Linked DNA regions of Zea mays: region 1 is linked to region 2. The links are chromatin contacts, called in public Hi-C maps. All regions are on one chromosome and are shown on one strand. The core of a region is the stretch at or near the end of the contact, and the rest is flanking DNA. Distances in the headings are between cores, read along the strand shown.

What was found. A called contact is a pair of places that touch in the nucleus more often than the background predicts.
Region 1: a Hi-C map of ear shows a contact between it and region 2, with 2.2 times the contacts expected there. The contact joins the promoter of LOC100193771 here to the promoter of LOC100283872 in region 2. A contact is called at or near these places in 2 of 25 Hi-C or Micro-C datasets (ear and tassel).

What each region holds. Positions count from the first base shown.
Region 1 is chr8:162,963,056-162,969,064 of Zm-B73-REFERENCE-NAM-5.0, reverse strand. It overlaps LOC100193771, which reads right to left and starts at 2,670. Exons shown (of 2, transcript NM_001328518.1): 1 at 895-2,670. The coding sequence starts at 2,406. The coding sequence ends at 898.
Region 2 is chr8:162,820,883-162,826,658 of Zm-B73-REFERENCE-NAM-5.0, reverse strand. LOC100283872 reads left to right here and starts at 1,815. Exons shown (of 9, transcript NM_001156770.2): 1 at 1,815-2,127; 2 at 2,236-2,354; 3 at 2,468-2,533; 4 at 2,619-2,716; 5 at 2,842-2,879; 6 at 2,974-3,061; 7 at 3,135-3,410; 8 at 3,495-3,560; 9 at 3,636-4,113. The coding sequence starts at 2,294. The coding sequence ends at 3,791. LOC100382442 reads right to left here and starts at 1,155. Exons shown (of 1, transcript NM_001175184.1): 1 at 99-1,155. The coding sequence starts at 929. The coding sequence ends at 639. It overlaps LOC100280185, which reads right to left. Exons shown (of 7, transcript NM_001153117.2): 4 at 5,267-5,374; 5 at 5,098-5,187; 6 at 4,877-4,999; 7 at 4,205-4,652. The coding sequence ends at 4,489.

The DNA.
Region 1 (6,009 bases), core at 1,421-3,920, 140 kb before region 2:
GGCTAGCGGCTGTTGCAAGGACGAGGAAGACGACTGCTGCATTCCAGAGAAATTTGCGTAGGAAGAGAAGAGGAGAAAAGAATAACGGCTGCTAGGAGAGAGGTAACGGATGTAGACGACGTGAGTATTCATGGTTTTAATCAAAGAGGTTACCAAGTAATAGAGTGTTCTTGTTCGTTTTAGCGGGTGGTCTATTCCCTGCTTTTCCATATTAGCTAATTCCTCGCCTACGCCTCCAAAACGTCGAAGCCGCACGTGAGGATCTCCATAATAGCAAATTTCTCCAAGTTGAAGAGTCTTGACATGCTCATATGGATACTCCAATAAATCAAATATCATTAAAGCATACAGCACCTGCCAAGGTTCTGGACACGCAGAGCTGTAACTCCACAGAATTTTTATTTTCAGTAAAATTGTCATGTTAAAATGCATCAGACATCACACCAGATCAAATATTTGAGGCAAGTAGCAATATTAAGAAATGCTGCTGGTGGATGCGATCATATAATCTTATTTGTCAAAGCACTTGCATTTCAGAGCTCCTGACATTGATAATCGCCAGTATAACAAACATGGTGTTCAAACTCTTAGCAAATGCTTTGATGCATTTTGAAGGAAAATCCATCAGCATAGTTGCAACGATACTAGCAAGTAGGAACAATGACGAAAAACAACAGTTTCAAGGACGTGCCAGTTGGCACCTTCCTCTGAAGCTAAGTTATAGGGGAATATGCCAGCAGATTATGGGCTGGGAGTGGCATATACTGAAATTCGACTTAGTTGAACCATATATCATTAAAAGATGGATCATTTGTTAAAAGTACCCAATACCAAGGCTACTTAAAAACATAAAGCTAGCTAGCATGCAAACCTAAGGGTTCATCATAATCTCACCAACTATTGCTTGCTTGAACCCAATCTAGAAGCAGAGGCACTCTCAACTTTTATTGATCCAAACAGTTTAATGACATCGGGGTGCTTGCGGATGTGATTAGGGCATCCATACAGTAGATCTTGAGCTTCAGAATATCTTCCCTCCGCAAAGAACAACTTGAGAACATGCAGGTAGGCAACAGGTTCTGGAGAAGTATTCACTGTCATGGCCTTGAAAAAGTTCCTTGCATCTTCAACCGTTCCATACTTGGCAATGTAAGGAGGGAATGGATCGGCGAAAGGTGGGAACTTGCAGGTTTTCATTGTCTTCAGAAGAGACAGTGCCTCCTCAAGTTTGTTTACCCTCAGCAAGTCATTAATTAGATGCTGGCAAGTGCCTTGCCAAGGCCTCAACTCAGTCTTATCCACCATCTCAATAAAGAAAGAGTAAGCCTCTTCGACCTTTTCATGGCTACATAGACCTTTCAATATCACATCCAGCAAATTGGCATCTGCGTCCAAGCCCTTTTCGATCATCTCGGTTAAGTATTGCACAGCTCTATCCACATCCCCAGCTAAACAGCAACCATGGATCAACAGGGTCCAAGTCTTCAAATCTGGGACACACCCTTCAGCCTCCATTTCATCGAGCACCTTGCGAGCATCCTCCAGCTTGTCAGCCTTGCAAAGACCATACACCAACTGGCTATATGTAACATTGTCCGGCTGGTGGCCTTGGGCCTTCATTGTTTGCACAATCTCTGCAGCCTCATCGAACATCCCATTACGTGTAAGCGCCCTATGGACCCCATCAAGCAACTCCTTGGTCTTGACGCCCCAGACAGCCTCAAACTTGTTGACAACCCGATTGACAAGCTCAAGATCTGGCGACGGCCCCATCGAGATGCGCCTGATGATGATGGGTCCATCCTGCTGTGCTGGCTTGAAAGGGCCATCCATCATGAGCTCATATAGCTCCACAGCCTCCCGGACCATGTGGCGCCTCTGGAAGTTCCTGGACAGCTTGAGGTAAGTGTCGATATCGACGTGCATCCCAGCAGCCTTTGTTTCCCGGATCAAGTCCCAAAACTCCGGCACTGACTCCTCCCTGCCGAGCACCCTTGCCATGGCATTGTAGGCCACGGAGCTGTGCGTGTACCCCTGCTGCCGCCCAGCCCATCTGAAGAAGGCGAGAGCCTTAATCGGATGCTCCCTCAGCTCTCGGAGCACCGTGGTGACGGAGGTCTCCGTAAGCGGAAGGAGACCGATGGCGGAGAGCCTGCTATCGAGGCCCGCGGCGTCGTGGTCCCGGACCGCCTCCGCCGCCGCGGTGGCGGACTTGGCACCTTTCCGGAACTTGTCGTAATGCGCGGTGAGGGAGGCATAGTCGGCGGTGAGACTGGCCTTCTTGAAGGAGGCGAGAGCAGCGAGGTAGGTGCCCTGGTCGACGGAGTGGCCAGCCTCCTGCATCTCGCGGAGGAAGGGCCAGAAATGGCGCTGCGCAGAGGGGTGGGAGGCGAGGGTGCGGAGCATGAGGTTGTATGCCGCGGAGCCAACTGGCTGGCCGGCGGCGACGGAGCGGCGGAAGACGGCGAGCGCTTGGGAGGGGTCCTTGGAGAGGCTGTGGATGTTGTAGAGCACGGCCTCTGGGGAAAGGCGGTTGTTGGATGAGGCGGCGGGTGTGGAGAGGAGGCGTCGGTGGCCGCGGAGGGCCAGGAGACGGCGGAGAGGGGGAAGCGCCGCCGTTGGAGGTGGAGGTTTAGGGGCTTTGCGGCGAGGAAGAGAGGATGGTTGGGGAATAAACGAGTTTTTTTTATTCATGCAACCCCCAACATTAGACTCTCTTCAATTAGATTTTTGCAAGCATGGCACCGGCTTTAATGGGCTTCGCACGCACGGCACCGCCAGGCGCCAATTGCAAACACGGTACTATAATGGTCGAGACTTTAAAGATATGGCATTGGACTCCACTGAACACCATTAGCAATTTCTTCCTTTCGGTCGTGGCCTTCCTTCCGTTCCCGTTCCCAACTTTTTTTTTTTTTGCATTTTAGCTTTTTTGAGTTTTTTTTTGCACAATTATATCATTTACATATTCATTTCAAAAAATGGATCTCAACCTCGACGTCATCATCATTTACGCCGAGGTAACGCATAGTGGCGCCGATATAATTGGCGTCAACTATTTCTACGTGACAGACGATGTGGCAAGTCTCAGGGGTCGACGTCATAGATCTTGTCGTACCTGGATTGTGTGACCATTGTCCATGGCAAGGAAACATATGTGGGGTGAGGTGTATGAGTCTCTGGTCGATGATCAATGACCACACAACCCTCATTTTTGTTAAAAATAGCCATGAACGACTATTTTCAATAATACCGAAGGCTAACACCTATGGATTTTTGACCAAGAAATCTTCTCCACCAGAAATCCAAGAATGTGATCTATGGCAAGGAAACATATGTCGGTGAGGTGTATGAGCCTCTGGTCGATGATCAATGGTCACACAACCCTCATTTTTATCGAAAATAGCCATGAACGACCATTTTCAATAATACCGAAGGCTAACACGTACGGATTTTTGACCAAGAAATGGTCTGCACTAGAAATCCAAGAATGTGATCTATCGCAAGGAAACATGTGTGCGGTGAGGTGTACAAACATCTGGTCAATGATCAATGGCCACACAACCTCCATTTTTGACGAAAATAGCCATGAACGACCATTTTCAATAATACCGAAGGCTAATACCTACAGATTTTTGACCAAGAAATGGTCTCCAACAGAAATCCAAGAATGTGATCTATGACAAGGAAACATATGTGGTGTGAGGTGTACGAGCCTCTGGTTAATGATCAATGGCCACACAACCCCTATTTTTGTCGAAAATAGACATGAACGACTATTTTCAATAATAACGAAGGCTAACACAATCGAATTTTTGAACAAAAAATGGTTTCCACCAGAAATGCCACATCGCCTGCTATGTAGGAAAAGTTGGCGCCAATAATACTGACGTCGCTGTGCGTTACCTCGGCGCCGATGATGACGCCGAGGTTGGAGTCATTTTTTAAAATGAAACTATAAATGATATAGTTATGAAAAAAACGCAAAAAAGACTAAAATAAAAAAGGTTGGTTCCCGTTCACGGTCTTCGTTTGGAGCCCATATACCTGCAACGTCTCTCTTTCCCGGGGTCAGTGTCTTCTTCCTTCTCACTCTTTTCTTTTGCCCCGCCGCGCCGCCCGTCTCCCGGCGCTGCTCCAGTCACCGTTCATCTGCACCCTCGCCTGCTGGTCGACTTACTCCCTTGTGCTGGAAATGGCACAGCCGCCATTGTTAGGTACCGACCGATTCCCATCTCGTGCCTTTTGGATTCAGCCTCGATCCACCAAGCGACTTCGCTTTGGTGGACGCTCTCATAGAGGCGAGTCCAAACCCTCTGGGGTATCGTATGTGGTCACCCTGGGACCGGCTGACGACCGTCTCGACCTACGGGCCCTCGGGTTCCGAGGAAGATGATGAGCCCGACTTTAGTTGGGATTTCTCCGGACTTGGTAACCCCAGTGCCATGCGGGACTTTATGGTCGCATGCGGCTACTGCCTTTCCGACTATTCCGACGGTAGCCGCAGCCTCGACGACGAGGACTGCGGCCCAAGTCGTGAATGTTTCCACGTCGATCTAGGGGGTCCCGACGAAGGCAACCATCTTGGTATGCCGGAGAACGGTGATTGAAAGGGAATTAGGCTTACACCTAGTTCCTATATAATTTTGGTGGTTGAATTGCCCAACACAAATCTTTGGACTAACTAGTTTGCCCAAGTGTATAGATTATACAGGTGTAAAAGGTTCACACTCAGCCAATAAAAAGACCAAGTTTTGGATTCAATAAAGGAGCAAAGGGGCAACCGAGGGCACCCCTGGTCTGGCGCACCGGACTGTCCGGTGTGCCACCGGACAGTGAACAGTACCTGTCCGGTGCACCAGGGGACTCAGACTCCAACTCTTCACTCTCGGGAATTCTCGGAAGCCGGCGCGCTATAATTCACCGGACTGTCCGGTGTGCACCGGACATGTCCGGTGCTCCAAGGAAGCTCGGCCTCCTGAACTCGCCAGCCTCGGGTTCGCGCGGCAGCCGCTCCGCTATAATTCACCGGACTGTCCGGTGTGCACCGGACTGTCCGGTGTGCCAGCGGAGCAACGGCTCCCTGCGGCGCCAACGGCTCCCTGCGGTGCATTAAATGCGCGCGCAGCGCGCGCAGAAGTCAGAGTCGCCCATACCGGTGCACCGGACATCAAACAGTACATGTCCGGTGTGCACCGGACACCCAGGCGGGCCCACAAGTCAGAAGCTCCAACGGTCGAAATCCAACGGCAATGGTGACGTGGCAGAGGCACCGGACTGTCCGGTGTGCACCGGACTGTCCGGTGCGCCATCGAACAGAGGCTGCCAGCAACGGTCACTTTTGGTGGTTGGGGCTATAAATACCCCAACCACCCCACCATTCATTGCATCCAAGTTTTCCACTTCTCAACCACTTACAAGAGCTAGGCATTCAATTCTAGACACATTCAAAGAGATCAAATCCTCTCCAATTCCACACAAAACCCTAGTGACTAGTGAGAGTGATTTGCCGTGTTCTTTTGAGCTCTTGCGCTTGGATCGCATTCTTTCTTTCTCTTGTGCTCTTGTGATCAACACTCGATTGTAACCGAGGCAAGAGGCACCGATTGTGTGGTGGCCCTTGCGGGGAAATTTTGTTCCCGGTTGATTGAGAAGAAGGAAAGCTCACTCGGTCCGAGGGACCGTTTGAGAGAGGGAAGGGTTGAAAGAGACCCGGCCTTTGTGGCCTCCTCAACGGGGAGTAGGTTTGCGAGAACCGAACCTCGGTAAAACAAATCCGCGTGTCACTCTCCTTATTTGCTTGGGATTTGTTTTGCGCCCTCTCTCGCGGACTCGTTTATATTTCTAACGCTAACCCGGCTTGTAGTTGTGATTATTTTTGTAAATTTCAGTTTCGCCCTATTCACCCCCCCTCTAGGCGACTATCAATTGGTATCAGAGCCCGGTGCTTCATTAGAGCCTAACCGCTCGAAGTGATGTCGGGAGATCACACCAAGAAGGAGATGGAGA
Region 2 (5,776 bases), core at 566-3,065:
AGATATATATGAGCAGCAATATATGTGAATATATATTGAGGTGAATTATCTTAACAGACAACTATCTTTAGTAGTAGAACATTTTAGCCTACAAATATAGAAGCATCATCAGCCTAGATGTTATATTTCTATAGTATTGTTTACATAGAGCTGAGTGGATATATACATGCATCGAAACAACAAAATATCGGCATTAATAGGAACAAAATAATGATACTTTGAAGTGTGTTTCTTCAGCTACGTACTGACAGCGAATCAACCATAGATATACAAATTTCTTAATACAATAAAATATTGGTCTTAAAGGGCGCACAATCCAGATAAAAATAACAAAATATGCAATGCCTTCTACGATTATGTCTAATCTTTATGGAGATCATTATCCTCTTTCCTAATATGTAGTGCTCCTTTCTTGGGTCTGTATGGGTTTCGCATAGTGGTAAATACGAAGCTTATTATTTTCTGACTTCAAAGAAAAGTTAAATCTGTACCTTTTTTAATGCTTGTATATATTTGTCTGCAAAATAGCTATATTACCAAGTTGTTGGTGTATCGAACACTAAACTTTTTTTTCTTTATTGGTTAAAATAAGTTGAAATATCTAAAGAAATAAAATAATTTTGTTGTTAAATACTTTCTTAAAATGGTGGGAACCAGTCGATTAATTGTATTTGAGCTCCTAGCAGGTTGAAGCGTAGTGGGACTATAGTGCTACTCGCAAGAGGCCAGGCATTAATGGAGGCGACCTCCCACTTCTCTCTTGCACTTCTCTTTGTCTGTCGTAGTGCCATTGCCCACTGCATTGCTGTGTAAGCCAGAAATCCACAAATCGATCCATAGGAGGTGTGAGATGAACGGGCGGCTTTCGGCGAAGTAGCAGTGCCTGGAGGCTGGAGGTGAAGGTGCCCAACCTGTTCTGATGCCCCCATCTAGTTGGATGTCCACGGCCACGACGGCGACCGAGCTCCTCCGCTAGGTCGCTGATCCTGCCTCCCGCTCCGAAAGCTCGCGACTTTCCTCTCCGACGACGATGTGTACACGACAAGAATGTGTTGGCTCGGACCCGCGGAGACTGTGGCGTCCTTGCTGCGGAGAGCGGACAGGTAGGCCACGGAGGCTGCCATGCGGGTGGTCGCGGTGTCCGACCGCATCGTGGAGGAAAGCAAGGGGTGTGTGGCGTGGCCGCGTCGCTCGCGCGCCGTGTGCAAGTAGGGCCTCGCTTGAGTCGCCATAAATACAGCTACGGCGGACACCCACGTGCAGCGTGTAGAAGAAAGTGGAAGGCGTCCGATGCTTCAAGGTCATAGCGTGCAGTGCGTGGTGGTGAGGCCGCTGTTGGCCGTTCGAAGATAATTGGATGGTGAATTGAAGACGGAGCCACGTGGATGTCCTCTGCGTTTACTTTTGCTCCCGCGGTTAATATAGTAAATAAATAAATAAATGTGTTTAGAATTAAGAATCATAGTTTAAATCTTCATGTGTGTATAATTTTAGTTTTTTTTTATCTTTTAAATATGTGCTAACGACGGTAAAGAGTGGTGCTTCGAGACTTGTGACTACTTTTATATGTTCACGACTGATGGTCCTTCCGTGGATTCCTTTCGAGCTGTATTGGAAAGGGATGTACTCTATTTGGCCTGTAACTAACCTGTGCACTGATTCTATCTTGCTCCTCCCGCTAGACATCTCTAGAACACAAGTTGTTGACAATATCTGAGGACATGGTTGGAGCTGCTAGTGTGGTGTTGTGTTGGCAGACAGGCAGGCATGCCGCAAGGAGTCCTGGAAGAAGGATGCGTGGATCGATTGCAGCGTCACACGCGGCGGCAACAAGAAGAGGCACCGACGGACGCATCGCGTGCCCTTCTCCCCTCCCCTCGTGCGTTGACAAAAAAGAAAGTGAAGTGAAGAATCAACCAACAATGGCCGGCGGAATCCACCGACCACAATGCTGATTTTGTTTGAGCCATCTGGACTGGACTGGACCCTATAAAAAACAGATCAGATCTCCCCCACCCTCGCTTCCCCAGCCTGCAGGTTGTCGTCGCCCTCTTCCTCCTCCTTCGCTGTTGCTGTTGCTGTTGCTTCCGCTTCCGCCGCCGCCGCCGCGGAAATCAAACTAATCTGGTAACGGAAAAATCTCTCCTCTTCCACTTCCTCGCCACACACAATACTTATTCTGTGTGCCATTCCCCTCCCCTTCGTCCGGGATCTTGCTACTTCTTCTTTGCTTAGATCGAGACCACACCGTTCCAGAGAGATCCCCCAAACAAAAAAAGAGCACGGGATCGAAATGGAGCTCGACGGCAAGTACAGCAAGGACCAGAGCCTCAAATGCGAATGCCTCCTCTTCGGTACGTACACACAATACAGCCTCCTCTCCTCATTGCAAAACGCTCGTGGTCGTCAGCCAATCGCACGGACCACAGATCAATCAACAGCTGCTTTTGCTTGTCTCCTCTGCTAGACCTCGATGACACACTATACCCGTTCAACTCCGGCATTGCTGCCGACATAAAGAAGAACATCCAAGGTAGTACAAGTACATTGTACATATACACCCTAGCCCGAGTCCATGTCCTCCTTGTTGCGTGCTGATGAGAGTGGTGCTCTTACAGACTATATGGTGCACAAGCTCGGCGTTGACGAGGCCATAAGCTTGGACCTATGCGTCCTCCTCTACAAGCAGTACGGAACCACCATGGCTGGCTTGAGGGTGCGTGCTCTACTACACAGTTCCAGAATTATATATGTAACTGCTTCTTTCTTGTTTGTTTCCTGGCCCTGATCGCTTCTTGCTATCTTGGTTGCCCTCTTCTGTTATTAAATAAAATATAATAGGCTGTTGGGTACCAGTTTGATTACGATGACTACCACAGGTACTGTACTGTACTGGACTCAGATTCGGCTTTCTTAAGTTTGCCATCTGCATTTCAGGTTCCCTAATAGTTCTCCCGCTTAATTCCTGTGCAGCTTTGTTCATGGGAGGTTGTCTTATGACAAAATCAAGCCTGATCCTGTGCTTAGGAACATCCTCCTCAGCTTACCCATTCGCAAACTTGTACGTGGCGTGGCATTTCTCCATACTGGCTTGGCTTGGCTTTTGTTTAATTCTAGTATTTGTTTCTATATAGGTGTTCACAAACGGTGACAGAACACATGCTTCAAGGGCCCTCAAGAGGCTTGGCATTGAGGATTGTTTCGAAGGAGTCGTGTGCTTTGAGACACTGAACCCGACATCTCCTCCTCCTCCTGTCCCAGCTCAGGAACTTGAAATCTTTGATCTAATGAAGCATCTGGCTCATCCACAGCCCGCGGTGCAGCTACCAAAATCACCTATCCTATGCAAACCGTCAAGGGAGGCCATGCTGCAGGCTCTCAAGGTCGCCTCCATTAATCCACAGACAACTGTAAGCACCTACCTGCTCGTCATGGACGATCTGAGGGCTACCTTTTTCTTGTATGTTAAATAGTAATGCTACCTTTTCCTTCAGATATTGTTCGATGACAGCTTCAGGAACATTGAAGCTGCAAAGCAAATTGGAATGTGTACTGTCCTGGTAAGCAATCTCCCCTGTAAACATACTGATGCTATAGAGAACTTTGATGAATGAATGAATGAATGTGCCAACCAGGTTGGAACATCTGAGCGGAAAAAGGGTGCTGACCATGCCTTGGAAAGCCTCCACAACATGAAGGAAGCACTGCCGGAGCTGTGGGAGGAAGCTGAGAAGGATGAAGATGTGAGGAATTCGAGCAAAGCCGGAATCGAGACATCTGTGATCGCGTAATCTTTTTTGTTCCTTGGTTACAAATGTAGCCCCTTCTGTTTTCCTTGGAGGACAACACGAGGTGGTGGTGTATGAAAAAAGAGGAGACCTCCTCAAGGGGTGGGGGGGACTGACTGATACTACGACCACTGATGTTACACCCCGTAAACTATTACTATCCAATAAGAATGTTTTCTTCTTCAACTATCTAGGATGGTCATTTTGTTGGTGTTTAGTTAAAGCAGCTATCCAATATTTTTTTGGATCCAAATGTGTATGTCCTCGCTACTTGGTTCTTCATGCTTATGAATGTGGAGTGATGATGTCCTGTTGTCCTTGGATTCACCATTTACTTCATTATATATGACAACAAATGCTTTAAATTACCATGGGATCAAGCTGCTCTAGATTTCTCATTTAGTGAAGTACATGGATGAAAACAAATGCTCAAGCGCTTATACATTACCATTGTTAGTAATACAAAACTGACGTACAGCGCCAGTTTTTTGAGTCAGAAATGCAATCAGCAGACAACACTGTACATCGTCGCTATTGCTAGTGTGCATAACATAGGGGTCCACCACAAGTGCTTTAACTTTTACTGTACAGATCTCCACATCCCAATGCTATTGGGCAGATCAAACAGGAACTCGAGATGGAGAATCCCCTTGTCTATCAAGTGTAGATCCCGTTTCCTTCCCACATTCAGATGATTTTGCTACATGGCAAGTGATTTTGCTAGCCCTTTAACTGGACATTCCTGATTCTTTGACTGACTTCGATTAATGTTGTTTTCACTTGTGGAATCCAGTGATGACGCTGAGAATGATGAAGATGTTATTGATGATAAGTCAGCGCAAAATGAGCTTGACAACATATTTCCTGCAAAAAGCATAACCATAGCTCTGAATGAATAATAATGATGAGTTAGTTGCTACATTTACAAACCACCAAATATCTATGTAAGTTCAAAAGACTTCGAAGAAACAAAACCCAAACCATGTTTGCTCCTGAGCCTGGGACCTATGTGGTGATTGAAGTTCCACACTATAGGCAGTTTTCCTATGGGACAGAAAAAGGTAATAGGAATATATAGCATGACGTACCACTGATTATAGCAGCCTGGAGTCTGTCTCTCACGACCCTCACAAATTTGTAAAGATCATTATTACAGTTAAGATCCTTCACCAATTCTTCAGCGCCATCCACAGAGGGAACACATTGTACTACTGTTATCAACAAGTAAAGGAATTTCAACATTATGTGACATCTAATACAACTATCAGATGGCTCAACTAAAGGCCTCAACTAAAAACCTGTAACTCACATGTGTATCTTCCTTCAACAAGCTTTACGCAAAAATAGCACTCCTTGTCAGGACTTTGCACATCAATTTTATTGAACATAAATTTCACGCCTTGCAAAAAAAAAAATCATGTGTCAGATGCTATTGCATCAATCTAATATACTAATTGACTCACTAAGATTTCAATTACCTTCTCCTCCAACAACTTGAAAACCAAGAAACTTATTGTACCATATAAGAGCTTTCTCTAAGTTCTTATCCTCGTTTGTGTCACTTTCAGATTCAAGGGATTCAATATCTGCCATCAAATCAAGATTTACTAAGGCATATAGATTTCAAAACATGCATATCCTTAAAAAAGGGGAAAATGAGTTAAGTTTACAATAAGGCTATCTCCAGCAGCTTACCATCATATCACTCATCGCATCTCTTATTTCAAATCTCACTATGTGAACAGTGTAGTATAGTCTATAGTGCAAAACCGTGTTTTGCACGACCATAAGCATTATCTGCTAGAAATAGCTTAACAGAGATATGATGTATATACATCAAAGTAAACCCAGGTTTTTTAGAAGCAACAGTAATTCATTCGTATCTGAGAGATCAATAGAACCCCTCTAAACCGAGATTTTGTAATATTAAATTCTGGTAAAGCACTGCTAATTGAAAATTCAGTTTAGAACAGATACCAGGGACCATT